Regions from separate parts of the Sus scrofa genome. Here region 1 is linked to region 2. A link is a contact called in public HiChIP or PLAC-seq data. All regions are on one chromosome and are shown on one strand. Each heading gives the region's core, a stretch centred on a gene start, on an enhancer-like site or on the middle of the called end of the contact. The rest is flanking DNA. Distances are from core to core; before and after follow the strand shown. Region 1 overlaps MED13L (mediator of RNA polymerase II transcription subunit 13-like). Region 2 overlaps MED13L (mediator of RNA polymerase II transcription subunit 13-like).

Region 1 (6,654 bases), core at 286-2,785, 88 kb before region 2:
TATAGAGAAAACAGGCCACAATGTTACTTTAATAGCTACACCGTGAAAAAGAAATTGTGTACAATGCGTTTAACTGACTTCTTAGAACTAAACTTGCCCTCATTTGCTATTCCTTTCAAAGATTATAACTTTGTTTACCTTTCAAGCTAATGATATGCTCTAAATTTTGTTATAAAATACACATAAACAGGGAGTTCCCGTCGTGGCGCAGTGGTTAACGAATCCGACTAGGAACCATCAGGTGGCGGGTTCGGTCCCTGCCCTTGCTCAGTGGGTTAACGATCCGGCGTTGCCGTGAGCTGTGGTGCAGGTTGCAGACGCGGCTCGGATCCCGCGTTGCTGTGGCTCTGGCGTAGGCCGTTGGCTACAGCTCCGATTCAACCCCGAGCCTGGGAACCTCCATATGCCGCGGGAGCGGCCCAAGAAATAGCAACAACAACAACAACAACAGCAGCAAAAAGACAAAAAAAAAAAAAAGACAAAAGATAAAATACACATAAATAAAGGCCTAGGGCAGCCATCAAAATAAACTTATCTTTGGTTGCTGAATGACTATTATTTTCTTCTTTACCTCTTTGTGCATGTTAGAAATTTTCTTTAATGAACATGCTTTACTTTTTGAAAGACACATCATATTTAAATATATGCTTTTAATGGCTATTATTTACTAAACAGCCACATGCTTTAAAAAAATATTTGCTCATAAATTACAAGAATGATCAAGGATAGGAATCACAAGATAAAATTAAATTTTGAAAGAGGAAAACCAGGAATTCCTGTCGTGGCTCAGTGGTTAATGAATCCAACTAAGAACTATGAGGTTGAGGGTTCGATCCCTAGCCTTGCTCAGTGGGTTAAGGATCTGGTGTTGCCATGAGCTGTGGTGTAGGTCGCAGACGAGGCTTGGATCCCGAGTTCCTGTGGCTCTGGCGTAGGCTGGTGACTACAGCTCTGATTAGACCCCTAACCTGGAACCCTCCATATGCTGAGGGTGAAGCCCTAGAAAAGACCAAAAAAAAAAAAAAAAAAAAAAGAAAGAAAGAGGAAAACCAGATATGTGATTCAGTTAGAATGTTTATATTTAAATCTGTCAATATTACAAAACAAACATTTTATAAACTTCCTCTAAGACAATGACTGTAATCAAGATGACTCAACTATTGATTTCAACAGTAGCACAATTGAGCAGTAAAAATTAAAAATATTTCCTTCACCTCATCAGACAGAACCTGATTCTCCAACCCCCCCCCCCCCCGCGCGCCCCCGACACACACACACCAGATTCTGACAGGGCAAGTCCCCAAATTGCCTTTTACACTAAAGCTCAAACAGTTGTCTGTCACTGCTATTACAGTGAGTAATCCTTGCAGCTGTAACTGTTTGAAATGCAGCTGTCTAGTTGGCATTCTCTCCCCACCCCCACCCATCCAGCATTTCTGTTCTTGCTACAATAATCTTAAAGAGCATTTTACAGGAGGCTTAGCCCTGGCGGAGGGCACTCTACGGCGTGACCGAGAGAACATGGAAACACGATTCATTAGACACGCCTGGAGTGATAACAATGGTGCTGCTTCTTGCTGCCTTTCATTTCGTACATCAGGCTGAGACTAATGCATTCTCGTTACACAACAAGCACATTTATAGACAGGAAAAAACTATAATCACCTTTGATTAAGCGACAGCATATTTTTCCTATATAAGCCGCCAGCTATACTGACATAGTAATTATTTCCTAACTGACAGGTTAAAATAGCAAATGTAGGAAAAATAACATCAGAGAGAAAGAGAGAGAGAGGAGGGATGACTGCTATGATGAGTTCATACACAAAGGTTTCTTAGACCAGGCACAGTGCCCTATCCTTGAGACTTCTTGGGTACCCTGGCTTGTATTTAAGCTACTCAGTCTATGACAAATAGAACAGGCCCTTATTAAGCAGTCTTGTTCTATCTACCCAATTCTTTACAGGTAAAAATTACAGAATTTCTTCGGTCATTTTATTTGTAATTATTACTGACCTCTTTATTTCCACTCCTTTCACCATAGGACACAAAATTGAACATTAATACTCATTCCCTTCTTTTTTCCATTATCTTACTTTCACGACAAAATAATTTATCCTCTTTTACATAAAATGCCAGGCCAAAACAGAACACTGGCTTTTTTTTCAAACTAAAAGCAAAAAACAGAATGTTGATTAAAAACAGGAATATAGAAGAATTATTTTATATTACCCTACCTTCCATCAATCACTGTACCCAAGCAAAGGTTCAAATTATAAATATGAAAGACTCAATTTTAACTGAAAAAGTCATAAGCCACATTATACTGACAACATGTAAAGTCAATTTTCCTACAGGATTTTGAAAAGTGAGATACTTCTCCACATACCCAACAACTGCTGTCTTTTGTGGACTCATGAATATATGTTGCTGGGTTATTGTTTATGGGGAGTTCAGTAGTTGACAGGAAAAAAAATATGTTAGCCAGGAACTGAAAGATTAAAGCTTATATATGTTAACCCAAAATATGAGAAAATATGTTTTCAAGGTTAGCAGACTGTATAATTAAACATTTTTAAAAAGACAGTCTCTTTTTAAGCTTTCTATGGCACTACTCTATTTTATAGCAAGAATGTGCCACAAAACTACCAAAAATATTTGTACATGTGAACATCTGTTAAAAGAACCAAAAGTGAGCAAATAAATGAAAAAGTCTGGTTCATTACACTTAGCTAAACTTCCTAAAAATAGCTTTAAAAAAAAAAGAAAGGTTATGTAGAGCAAATGAGTTTTTGTAAAATAGCAAAATACTTGAGCATTTTTCAGCTGTTGGATTTTAGTTTGCTGACCTGTACTACCTACCAGGTTAGAAACTAGGAAATACGCAGCCTATCTTCAATGTGTCTGTAAGAGGACCACTGAACCCTAATATGAATTTTTTTTTTCTTTTTGGCCACACACACAGCATATGAAGTTCTTGGGCCAGGGATCAAATCCAAGCCACAGCTGTAACCTGAGAAGTAGCTGCAGCAACACCAGATCCTTAATACAATGCGCCACAGTGGGAACTCCCCTAATATGCATTTAAACAATGTGTTTTGGAAAGAAGTCTGATGTGCACCATACTATATAATTCTTATCATCTGGAATAAAATGATATCTACTACAGAACACAGTATCTATAATTTCTACTCCCTAAGTGCCCAAGTCTCATTTTTCTTTCTTTCTTTTTTTTTTTTTTTTGCTGTTTCTTGGGCTGCTCCCATGGCATATGGAGGTTCCCAGGCTAGGGGTCCAATTGGAGCTGTAGCCACTGGCCTACGCCAGAGTCACAGCAACGCTGGATCCAAGCCGTGTCTGCAACCTACACGACAGCTCACGGCAATGCCGGATCCTTAACCCACTGATCAAGGGCAGGGACCGAAACCACAACCTCATGGTTCCTAGTCGGATTCGATAACCACTGTGCCACAATGGGAACTCCCCTCTTTCTGTCTTTTTTACAGTAAAAAGCATAACTCCCCCAAAACTGACCAAACTACTTCCCTAAGATTTCTCTGCCTATCTTCTGTTTGGAAAATACAAAATTAACCACCAATATCAAATATGTCACCACACAAAAAATTATTTTAAAAAATACAGTATAAGTGAATTCTTAAAGAGCTTGGTTTACATATGAATTTCCATTACATTAATCTGGTTCTTAGAAAAATCACAATTATAATTTTTCACTTTTAAAAGCCAGAATGTTTAATTCTCCCCTGAGGTCTTCAAAATTAATTTATGCGTTTAAAAACTCAACCTATCAGAAAGCAATGAAAGCGTCTCAAAACTTTAAATTGAAACATATCCAGAAAGATGTTGTCTTTATCTATAAATGACCTAAATATTCTCTTTTCATTTATAGATGATCTAAATATTCCAGCACTGTCAACATTTTTACTTCCTGTAGGTGTTTCAACACTAAAAGATTCCTTTGTAGTAACATGACTTAATTATGAAAGCTTGAAGGTGCTTTGGGAAATGAAGATCAGTTATTTACACAGTGGTGTGAGTGAGTTCAATCCTATTTTCTTTCTAAACTTGGCCAGAATGGCATTTTGATTGGAGGGTGGAGCAACCCAGTAATTTTGGATCTGGTCTTGGGAAGGACACACAAAGCAGTAGTTTAGTCCCTGTGATCCTGGGAGCAATGTCCTGTGCAAAAGCCTCTGGCCTTTTCCATCTCCAATTTTAAACTAGTATGGTTACAGTTTTATCTAATTGTAATTAATAGAATTCCAAGATTGTGAGAACTTCAAATACAGAGTCGATTATTACCCAATCCAGTATACAACTCAACACTAAATTAAGCATTACTGGTTAACTCAGCTTATAGAGGCTAGCCTTAGAATTTATCCATCAGTTAGAACAGATTTTTCATGGGAAAAAATATATTTTCCAAATAATTAACTTACAAATGACCTTTTCGAAAACACAATATTAAAAATTACTGTCAATTGGTGTCTGCCCACGCTCAGTCACCCTTCCAGTTTTTTAAACCAATTATCATAAATTATAACAATTAAAGGTAACTTTAATGAGCAATTATCACTGAATGGAAAACGAAAGAGTTTAGTGAAAAAATAACTCAGGAAGCTTTTGGGGTGCCTATAATATTTCTCAGGAGCTATATAATAGATGTTTGTTACACAAAAATTAACTTATTTTGTATGTAATTCTCTAGCATAGCTCACACATTCTTTTGACCACTTCCGTGGCATTCAGAAATTCCTGGGCCAGGAATCGAACCCACATCACAACTGCAACTCAAGCTGCAGCAGTGACAACACTGGATCCTTAACACACTGAGCCACCAAGGAACTCCAAAGCTCCTAATGTCAAAGCTTGTTTTCAACTATGTTCCAAAACCCAAAAATACATATGGAAAAATACAAAGTTAAAAATTCAATTGTTGGAGTTCCCATCGTGGCTCAGTGGTTAATGAATCCGACCAGGAACCATGAGGTTGCAGGTTTGATACCTGGCCTTGATCAGTGGGTTCAGGATCCGGTGTTGCCGTGAGCTGTGGTGTAGGTTGCAGACGTGGCTCAGATTCCGCATTGCTGTGGCTCTGGCAAAGGCCGGCGGCTACAGCTCCGATTGGACCCCTAGCCTGGGAACCTCCATATGCTGCAGGAGCAGCCCAAGAAATGGCAAAAATACCAAAAAAAAAAAAAAAAAAAAAATCAATTTTGCATATACTCTAATCACAACTTTCAAAACAGATGTTTAAATTATGTTGTAATGGAATAAACAAAAGTCATAATTGCTATAAATTTTAAATTTTAAGTACCTACATATAGTCCTTAAAATAACAATACCCTAACTAAAATACACAAATATTCAAAGGCAATATTATCCCTAAGAATGGACTTGGCAATTCAAATGTTTATCAGATAATAAAATAGCCTAAAAAAATGCAGTAAACATGAGTCAGATATTGTCTGAACTAAACATATGCTAAAACTCTGTAAAGTACAGATATTGTTAAGTTTCTTTTACAATCCAGCTTCATCAAGAAGCAAAAAACCTATTCTAACTGATGGATAAATTCTAAGTCCACTTTCATGATAGAGCCAAGGTGATCGGTTCAAAACTTACATCAGGAATTCCCATCATGGCTCAGCAAAAAACGAATCTGACTAGAATCCATGCCGACACAGGTTTGATCTCTGGCTTTGCTCAGTGGGTTAAGGATCCAACACTGCTGTGAGCTGTGATTTAGGTCACACATGCGGCTCAGATCTGGCGTTGCTGTGGCTATGGCATAGGCCAGTCAGTGGCTACAGCTGTGATTTGACCCCTAGACTGGGAAACCTCCATATGCCGAGGGTGCAGCCCTAAAAAGACAAAAAATAACTTACAAAACACAAAGCATTCTGCTGCTTAAAACCTACACCAGTGGCTTCATATGGCATTAATAATCTATTTAAACTCCTTATCATGGCCTGCCAAGTTCCATCTGATCTCATCTCTAGCTGCCTCTTCCATCTCCCATTGGTTTGTCAGTTTCAATAGCATTGGCCATCTAACTGTTTCTCCAACAAAGTGAGCTGGAGTCTCTTGTCCTTACTTTTCCTTGTGTTTGCATGTCTGGCCAGCTTCAGGTCTCAACTCAAATGTCACTTCCTCCTAGAGGCCTTTGCTAACTAACCTCCTTATCTAAAGTACCCCTGCCCTTTCCTAGTGACTCACTTTCTCATCATCTGCATTGTAGCACATAAGCATATGAAATTATTTGTTTATTACCTTTTATCCACACAGAAAAATGCCACCTCCATATGCACATATGGTATGTGCTTACCATACCACACAGAATTTTCCACAAGGAAAAACACTGGGACCTCAAAAAAATAAAAAGATTCAAAGTGTAACAAAAGGCAACCTACCACCCAAAGACAATTTAACCTCACTCAACTTTTCAGACAAAAGGAACTGTATATGACATAATAGCATGTTATAGTATGAGCCTAAGGATTTTGAGACTATGCAAAACAGATACTTTCAGAGAAGGCTTAGCTTTTTTCTACTAATGATTTGAGGAAAGTTGTACACATTCTCAGAGTTGTGATTTTATATGGCTTCCAAGGAAACCAAATAGGGTCATAATTA
Region 2 (7,387 bases), core at 1,569-4,068:
AAATAAATCTAGGAAGCTCCCATGTGGCACAGCAGTTAAGGATCTAGCATTGCTGCAGCTGTGGTATAGGTTTGATCCCTAGCCCAGGAACTTCCACAGGCCACAGGTGCAGGCCAAAAACAAAACGTAACAAAAAGAAAACAAACAAAAAAAAACCCTAGAAAGTTCCAAGCTTTTTCTTCATTTAAACCTTTTCAAAAATAAAAATACCTACTCATCACAGGTCCCAAACTGCCAATCACTACATGCCTGGTTTAAAAAGTTTCCTTCTCGGAGTTCCTATCGTGGCGCAGTATAGTTAACGAATCGGACTAGGAACCATGAGGATGCAGGTTCAATCCCTGGCCTTGCTCAGGTTAAGGATCCGGTGTTGCTGTGAGCTATGGTGTAGGCTGCAGACGCGGCTCGGATCCCGCGTTGCTGTGGCTCTGGCGTAGGCTGGCAGCTACAGCTCCGATTCGACCCCTAGCCTGGGAACCTCCATATTCCGCAGGAGTGGCCCTAGAAAAGGCAAAAAGACAAAAAAAAAAAAGTTTCCTTCTCAATTATACTACTACCTGTATCGTATTGTACCCTTTTATCTTTCATGATACTCCATTTAAAACTGTTATACATGGCTCTATTAGGTAGCATTTTCTAAGAGTATTATGACATATTCTTAAGAACATTATAAAGCAACATAAGAACAGAACTATAGTAGTTCAATAAATAACTACTGAAATAAGTTGAAATAATGAAAACCACCTTTTTCAAAATGCTTAAGTGTATATATAAAATTTTCTCTGAGGAAGCCAAATCTACTAGACAATCATATTATACCTCTGTAATTAAAATGTTAAAGTTTGCAAAAGTGCTCTTAGAAACCCATGATATTAGATTGCTAATTGTTTAATAATGACTTTGATTTTTATAAATGATTAAAATTGATACTATTACTATTTCCCTGTTTGAAGAAATGTAACTCAAGAATAATAGATTCTCTCACGTGAAATCATTAAAACCTGTGAGTATCAGAGAATCTAATCCCACAATTTTCTCTGGTCTTTTCATCCAAATATTCTACGCTCTTATAACTAGGCCTTTCTACTAGAAAGGTTTTTTTTAAAGATCAAATAATTGCAGATAGTCAAAATTATTCCATAAACATAGTACACATGAAGCATGTTAAGTAAAATTTACTTCTCCAAACCTAATATGACATTCAAACTTTATCTCCCGCAGCTCATTAAGCCAAAACAAAAAAACAAAAATACACACACAAAACTTTAACCTATAGCCTGGGCATATGTAACAGAAAATAAAATCAAATATGTGCTGCCATTAAAAAAAAAAAGTTCTGCCCTAATAATCAAATTATTTGAAAAAAAAAAAAAACGCTTTATATAATACCAGGAATCTCAAGTGATTCCTTAAAATAAATAATCCTTACAGACAACAAAACTACAGCAGAGAGGACACTAGGAGGATTATAACATACATTATCACCTTCCTTCTGAAACTAAAATCCCAGAAAGTCAAGAGTAGTGCTCAAGGCAACTCCTTGCTGGCATTAGGTCCTATAGACTGTCTTCTGGGAAGCTGCTATAGCAATCAGAGATGGCTATCCTAAAAAGAAAAAAGCAACTACCATTGTCAATTATAGTCTCAATACTGGCATCTAAAAACAAATGGAAGAAAAATCACTTTATAAGTTAAGTATAAAGCCTACTGTTTCCATAACTTGCATGGTCTCATGAACTTCTACAGTTTAAAACTGTTTTTACTCTCCTTCAATAAACTAAGCACATTCCTTTCCCACTATTTCCCCTTCACAAGAATATAGGGACCAATGTACTAAGAGAGGGATAGGAAAGGAAGCGGAAGGGGTAGGGGAGACCTCTCAGCTGTATAAAAAACCAGGAGTTTTTACCTTTGCTTCTAAATCAATGGCAAAAACAAGTATGGAAGGGCAAATATTTTGGAATTAAAAAATAAACAGTAGGAGTTCCTGTTGTGGCTCAGCAGGAACAAACCCAACTAGTATCCATGAGGGCACGGGTTTGATTCCTGGAGCCGCTCAGTGGGTTAAGGATCTGGCATTGCTACAAGCTGTGATGTAGATCACAGACACAGTTTGGATCTTGCGTGGTGGCTATGGCTAGGATGTAGGCCAGCAGCTGCAGCTCAATTTAGACCTCTAGCCTAGGAACTTCCACATGCTTCAGGTGTTGCCCCCCCCCCCCAAAAAAGACAAAATAAAATAAAACCACGTCTGCAAGTTTCTCCTGGAGAGCAAGTTACTTATTCCCCCCAACATTTTGCAATTTATTCCCCCAAATTCCTAAATTTGATGCTTCTGATTACTTGCATATAATGATCACTACCAAATAAGAGATACTTTTATTTTAAAGGGCATTATTTCTGGCTAAGACTAAATTTAGTTGTAAGTAGAAAAAACAAGAAGTGTTCTTAAGCTCAGAATTTAAAGTTTATACCTAGGAAATAAAGCATTACATCCATCTCCTATAGATTCTCTCAGTAACTCTACCACACAAAACACGCGCCTTAAGGGGAAAAAGGAAAAAAACAAAACAAAACAAAACAAAACCTGAGTTACCTTTAAAAGTGCAATCAAGTCACAGAGTAAAATGTAGGATTCCTTAGTGATATAAACAACTCGACTGGATACAAAGTTCTGAAACTCTTTTTTAATCAACAGGTCAGGTTAAATAACAACTACAAAATATAATATTCTCCTGCCAATTTGTTGCAGTCATGGTAACAACAACAATGAAACTAAACTGTTTCTTTCCCATCTGACTCATCTTGTTATGCAATAACTCAGTTCTGAGAGTCAAGAGCCATTTAATGAAACTGGAATTACTTACTAAGAAACCATCTATCTTCCCTTAGACTGTCAAAAGGTTTTTTAAAAGGAGAAAAAGAAAAGGAAAAAGTTTTTCAATACCTATTACAAAGATGTGAAACTGAAGCAAATATTTTCAAAATAACTGTAAAAACCAAATTAACCCCAAATCAAAATTTCAACACTAGATTTATATCCATCCCAAATTTAGATTTAATATAAGTAACACTAAAACTTCTCCCTATTTAGGAACCAGCAATATCTACAGAAAACAAAGTAAGAGCTTCCTTCTCTTGGTCTCCCTTAAACAACTTAGGAGGAATGAATAAAAATGGCTGACTCAAAATCACTTCACTCAACATCCACAAAAGTAAATAAAATAACCCAATCCACAACAAAAAATTTGATCTAACACTATAATTTCTATACAGTGGCCAGAAAGTACATTTGATTAGATCTGCACTACCCCACAGCCACAGCAAAACTGGATCCAAGCTGCGTCTATGACTTACATGGCAGCCTGCAGCAACACGAGATCCTTAACCCACTGCACAAGGCCAGGGATCAAACTTACATCATCACGGATACAATGTCTAGTTCTAAACCTGCTGAGCCACAGTGAGAACTCCTGTTTTGGAGGAACTTTCGATTTTACAAGTTATTAAAATCTACAGAAAAATTGCAAAGGATATCATTATATATGTACAAACAACTAATAATAGGTTAATTCTTTAAATGTTCCAATAAAAATGTTTTGGGGGAGGGGTGGTTTAAATATTTTATTTCTGCTTTAGTCATGCTCAATAATCTAACATTATAATATGATCTTTGTTCTTTTTCACCTACAAATGAAGTTGTCTAAATGATAATCAATACCTTCTTTACATGAATATTCTCTTAATATCTTTCTTTCAAAAGTGACAGAAGCATATTTACAGGCTATTTTTCTCGGCAGTCTCAGAGAAATCTATCACCACACATTCCATATACCTTTCAAAGGCTTGGTCCACTGTCTACAGAATAAAGCCTTACACAATCTGATTCCTACCTATCCTTCTGGCTTCAACTATCCTCTCTTACCCAGTCACCTCCTCTACCACATATTCTATAAGTCCTGAACACATGGAGTTACTCAGCCTCAATTCAATTCAACTTATCCTATCCTGTTAAAATACAAAAACCTAAGGTGGTGGGATAAGAGCTCCCATTGCGGCACAGCAGAAACGAATCTGACTAGTAACCATGAGGTTGCAGGTTTGATCCCTGTCTTCGCTCAGTGGGTTAAGGATCCAGCATTGCTGTGAGCTGTAGTGTAGGCGGGAGAGGCAGCCTGGATCCTACATTGTTGTGGCAGGGGTGTAGGCCAGTGGCTACAGCTCCAAATCGACCCTTAGCCTGGGAACTTCCATATGCTGCGAGTGTGGCCCTGAAAAGCAAATAAATAAATAAATAAAATATAAAAATAAAAAGTGGGATCATATAATTCTTGATTTTTTTTTTTTTTTTTTTTTTTTTGCTTTTTAGGGCCGCACCTATGGCACATGTAATTTCCCAGGCCAGGGGTTAAACCGGAGCTGCACCTGCTGGCCTATACCACAGCCACGCAGGATCCGAGCCACATTTGCAACCTACACCACAGCTCATGGCAACACCGGATCCTTAACTCACTGAGAAAGGCCAGGAATTGAACCTGCATCCTCGTGGATACTAGACAGGTTCGTAACCCACTAGGCCACAACGGAAACTCCTATATTTTTTAATTTTAGATTCACAAAGCCTAACACAGTATTTAAGAAAGAATAATTGTTCAATGTATGTTTAATAGATAAATTATGGATCCAGCTTCTTTCTCTATACTTCAGGTTGATTAATTTTAATACCAATAAATTAAACTCACATGAAATTCAACATTAAAGAATTAAAACACCAGATGTGACTAAAATTATACAAAACGGCTATTTAGTGTCCCTCGTATTTCACCAGGAATGATGGAAGAAACTCTCCATGTCTCCTTGCCGCCAACTTCCCTGCTCCAATTTATTTGACCTATTACAACCCAGATTAATCCTTCTAACTGTTCCAGACTCTGAAGAGACCCTGCTAATGGTCTAGTGAATGGTGGTAACGCCTTAACCCACTATTCAATAGCCAAGCTGAAATACTAGCTATGACCAATGACTCTACTATGCCTTTGCCCTGGGTTCATCACTTTTACTAGATTACCTTTTCTTCCTCTTGTACCTGAAAGTCGTGTATTCCAAACCAACTCTCTGAAGTGTCACTTTAAATGCCACTTACTTCATAAGACTTGCTTTATCCTGGTAACTACAGGTCATTTCTCTTCCAAATTCCGAGAGCACTTTATCTATACGGCCATTACAGTATATGATAAAGTGCAGTAATATTGGTGATAATCACTCCTACCAGCATCTAAGCATCTTTAAGAGTCAATGGTTGGCTCAGGAAAGAAGGGGACAGAGATGCTTCTGGAAGAAACTATGTAAAGGTCTTAAAGCAACTGGAAAAAGTAAATACAGTGACGAAGGCTGCTTAAGAACACCAAGTTTAGTTTAAACATATTCTGACTGGTGGGGAAAATACCAGGGGAAAATTATGAAAGGTCACTTTACTGGTCAATGTAAGAAGCATACAGCCATGCTGACTACTGAATCCATTCTCTTGTGTTCTCTACTCAACAAACATTCTAGTCAATGTATGTGATACAGCTGGTCAAGAGAAATTCGGTGGTGTGAGAGACAGTAATTGTAGCAAAAACTAATGCACTATTACCACACTTGATCTGACATTGAAAATCCCCAACAAAGATGTGTCTGACTAACAAGGAGATCTGGTATATGTAATACATAAAAACATGTCATAATAATATATGACAACAAAGTTGATATTATGGACAAAAGACTGGGCAAAATCCACTTGTCTTACACTTAAAGAAAGTTTTAATATTTCGACATTTTTGACAAAACTGATAACTTGTAAAGTCTTAGCCTTATAGAATATTAGTTGAAGACCATACTCACTTGGGTTGAAATATCTGCTCTCACCCTCTGAAGGTTATCACTGCCCAACAAAGATAGTGCAACACATGAGTATGACTAATAAGTTGCTTGGGCACCTAACTACCTAGATGAAAATAACTATCTTTGTGGACAAGAGGCACAAGCCCAGAAAGAGAAGCCAAGTTTTTATAAGCATCTGTCTTTTGTCATTAAGTAGGCAACATGGAAAGACAATCTTGGGATGGAGGAAAAGATAAACAAAAGATAAATAACAAAGCAATTATTTATTTATTTACTTTTTAATTATTTTTGCTTTTTAGGGCCACGCCCACAGCATATGGAAGTTCCCAGGCTAGGGGTCAAATCAGAGGTACAGATGCCAGCCTGCACCACAGCCACATCAACACCAGATCCGAGCCACGTCTGCAACCTACGCCACAGCTCACAGCAACACTAGATTGTCGTTACAACCACAACCCACAGAGCAAAGCCAGGGATCCAACCCGCATCCTCATGATACTAGTCGGATTCATTTCCACTATGCCACAATGGGAACTTCCTAAGTAATTTTTTAAAACTTTATATTGTGCAAATTTAGCTGTCTTGAATCATAACTACATGCCCCTTGAGTTTTAAACATAAGATTAGTAAAGTTTTATCAAAAGTCATGTCCAGGAGTTCCCGTCTCGTGGCGCAGTGGTTAACGAATCCGACTAGGAACCATGAGGTTGCGGGTTCGGTCCCTGCCCTTGCTCAGTGGGTTAACGATCCGGCGTTGCCGTGAGCTGTGGTGTAGGTTGCAGATGCAGCTCGGATCCCGCGTTGCTGTGGCTCTGGCGTAGGCTGGCAGCTACAGCTCCGATTCGACCCCTAGCCTGGGAACCTCCATATGCCGTGGGAGCGGCCCAAGAAATAGCAAAAAAAAAAGACAAAAAATAAAAAAAATTTAAATTCAATTAAAAAAAGTCATGTCCACCTCATCATCCAAAGGCAATGGCACCTTACAAAAGACAAAAAAAAAAAAAAAAACATGGCTGGCTAAACATTTTAACCTACAGAAACAAATCCCTGATGTCACAATAGGAACAAGGCCTTGGAGGAAGAAAAGAAAACATGAACAGAGCAGAAGTACTACCACTATCAGCATTTATCACACCATACTGTGTACTCATCTAATTATCCCACTAAAGAATACATCTGAGAGATCAAGAACCAAGTTGCCCAATTTACCAGTGAATGCCAAATATCTAAGCATGTTCGAAGTACCACAGTACCTGGAGATCAAAACTTACAAGCTCCTTAGTATTACATCAAAATAAGATGATCTAAATTCAAATTTTCATTAATTAAATTTCTGGGGAAATGAACAACAATAAGCATGCCATTCACGGAACACAGTAGCACAGTGCCTAGCACTCAACAAATGCTTGTTGAAATGAATTTGATACTTCCTTCCTCCTCCAAGTATGAAAAAGAGACTATAAAGAGATTCCATAAAATAAATATCTAATTAACCTTTTTCTAA

What was found. HiChIP or PLAC-seq counts read pairs in DNA pulled down with a chosen protein or histone mark.
Region 1: a contact with region 2 is called in an H3K27ac HiChIP or PLAC-seq map of alveolar macrophages. The contact joins two enhancer-like sites. A contact is called at or near these places in 4 of 47 Hi-C or Micro-C datasets (embryonic fibroblasts, epiblast stem cells, omental adipose tissue and 1 more) and 1 of 2 datasets of contacts at active chromatin or transcription factors (alveolar macrophages).

Annotation. Positions count from the first base shown.
Region 1 is chr14:36,209,217-36,215,870 of Sscrofa11.1, reverse strand. All of the region lies in intron 2 of MED13L (mediator of RNA polymerase II transcription subunit 13-like), which reads right to left. Among named protein-coding and RNA genes, the nearest start is that of MED13L, 150 kb to the right of the region's middle. Within about 2 kb of position 1,535, at least 18 of the 83 cell types and tissues checked have an H3K27ac peak or open chromatin away from gene starts, as enhancers often do. A contact at or near this core is called in alveolar macrophages, where this site is marked.
Region 2 is chr14:36,121,847-36,129,233 of Sscrofa11.1, reverse strand. The region is part of intron 2 of MED13L (mediator of RNA polymerase II transcription subunit 13-like); the gene reads right to left. Among named protein-coding and RNA genes, the nearest start is that of MED13L, 64 kb to the right of the region's middle. Within about 2 kb of position 2,818, at least 15 of the 83 cell types and tissues checked have an H3K27ac peak or open chromatin away from gene starts, as enhancers often do. A contact at or near this core is called in alveolar macrophages, where this site is marked.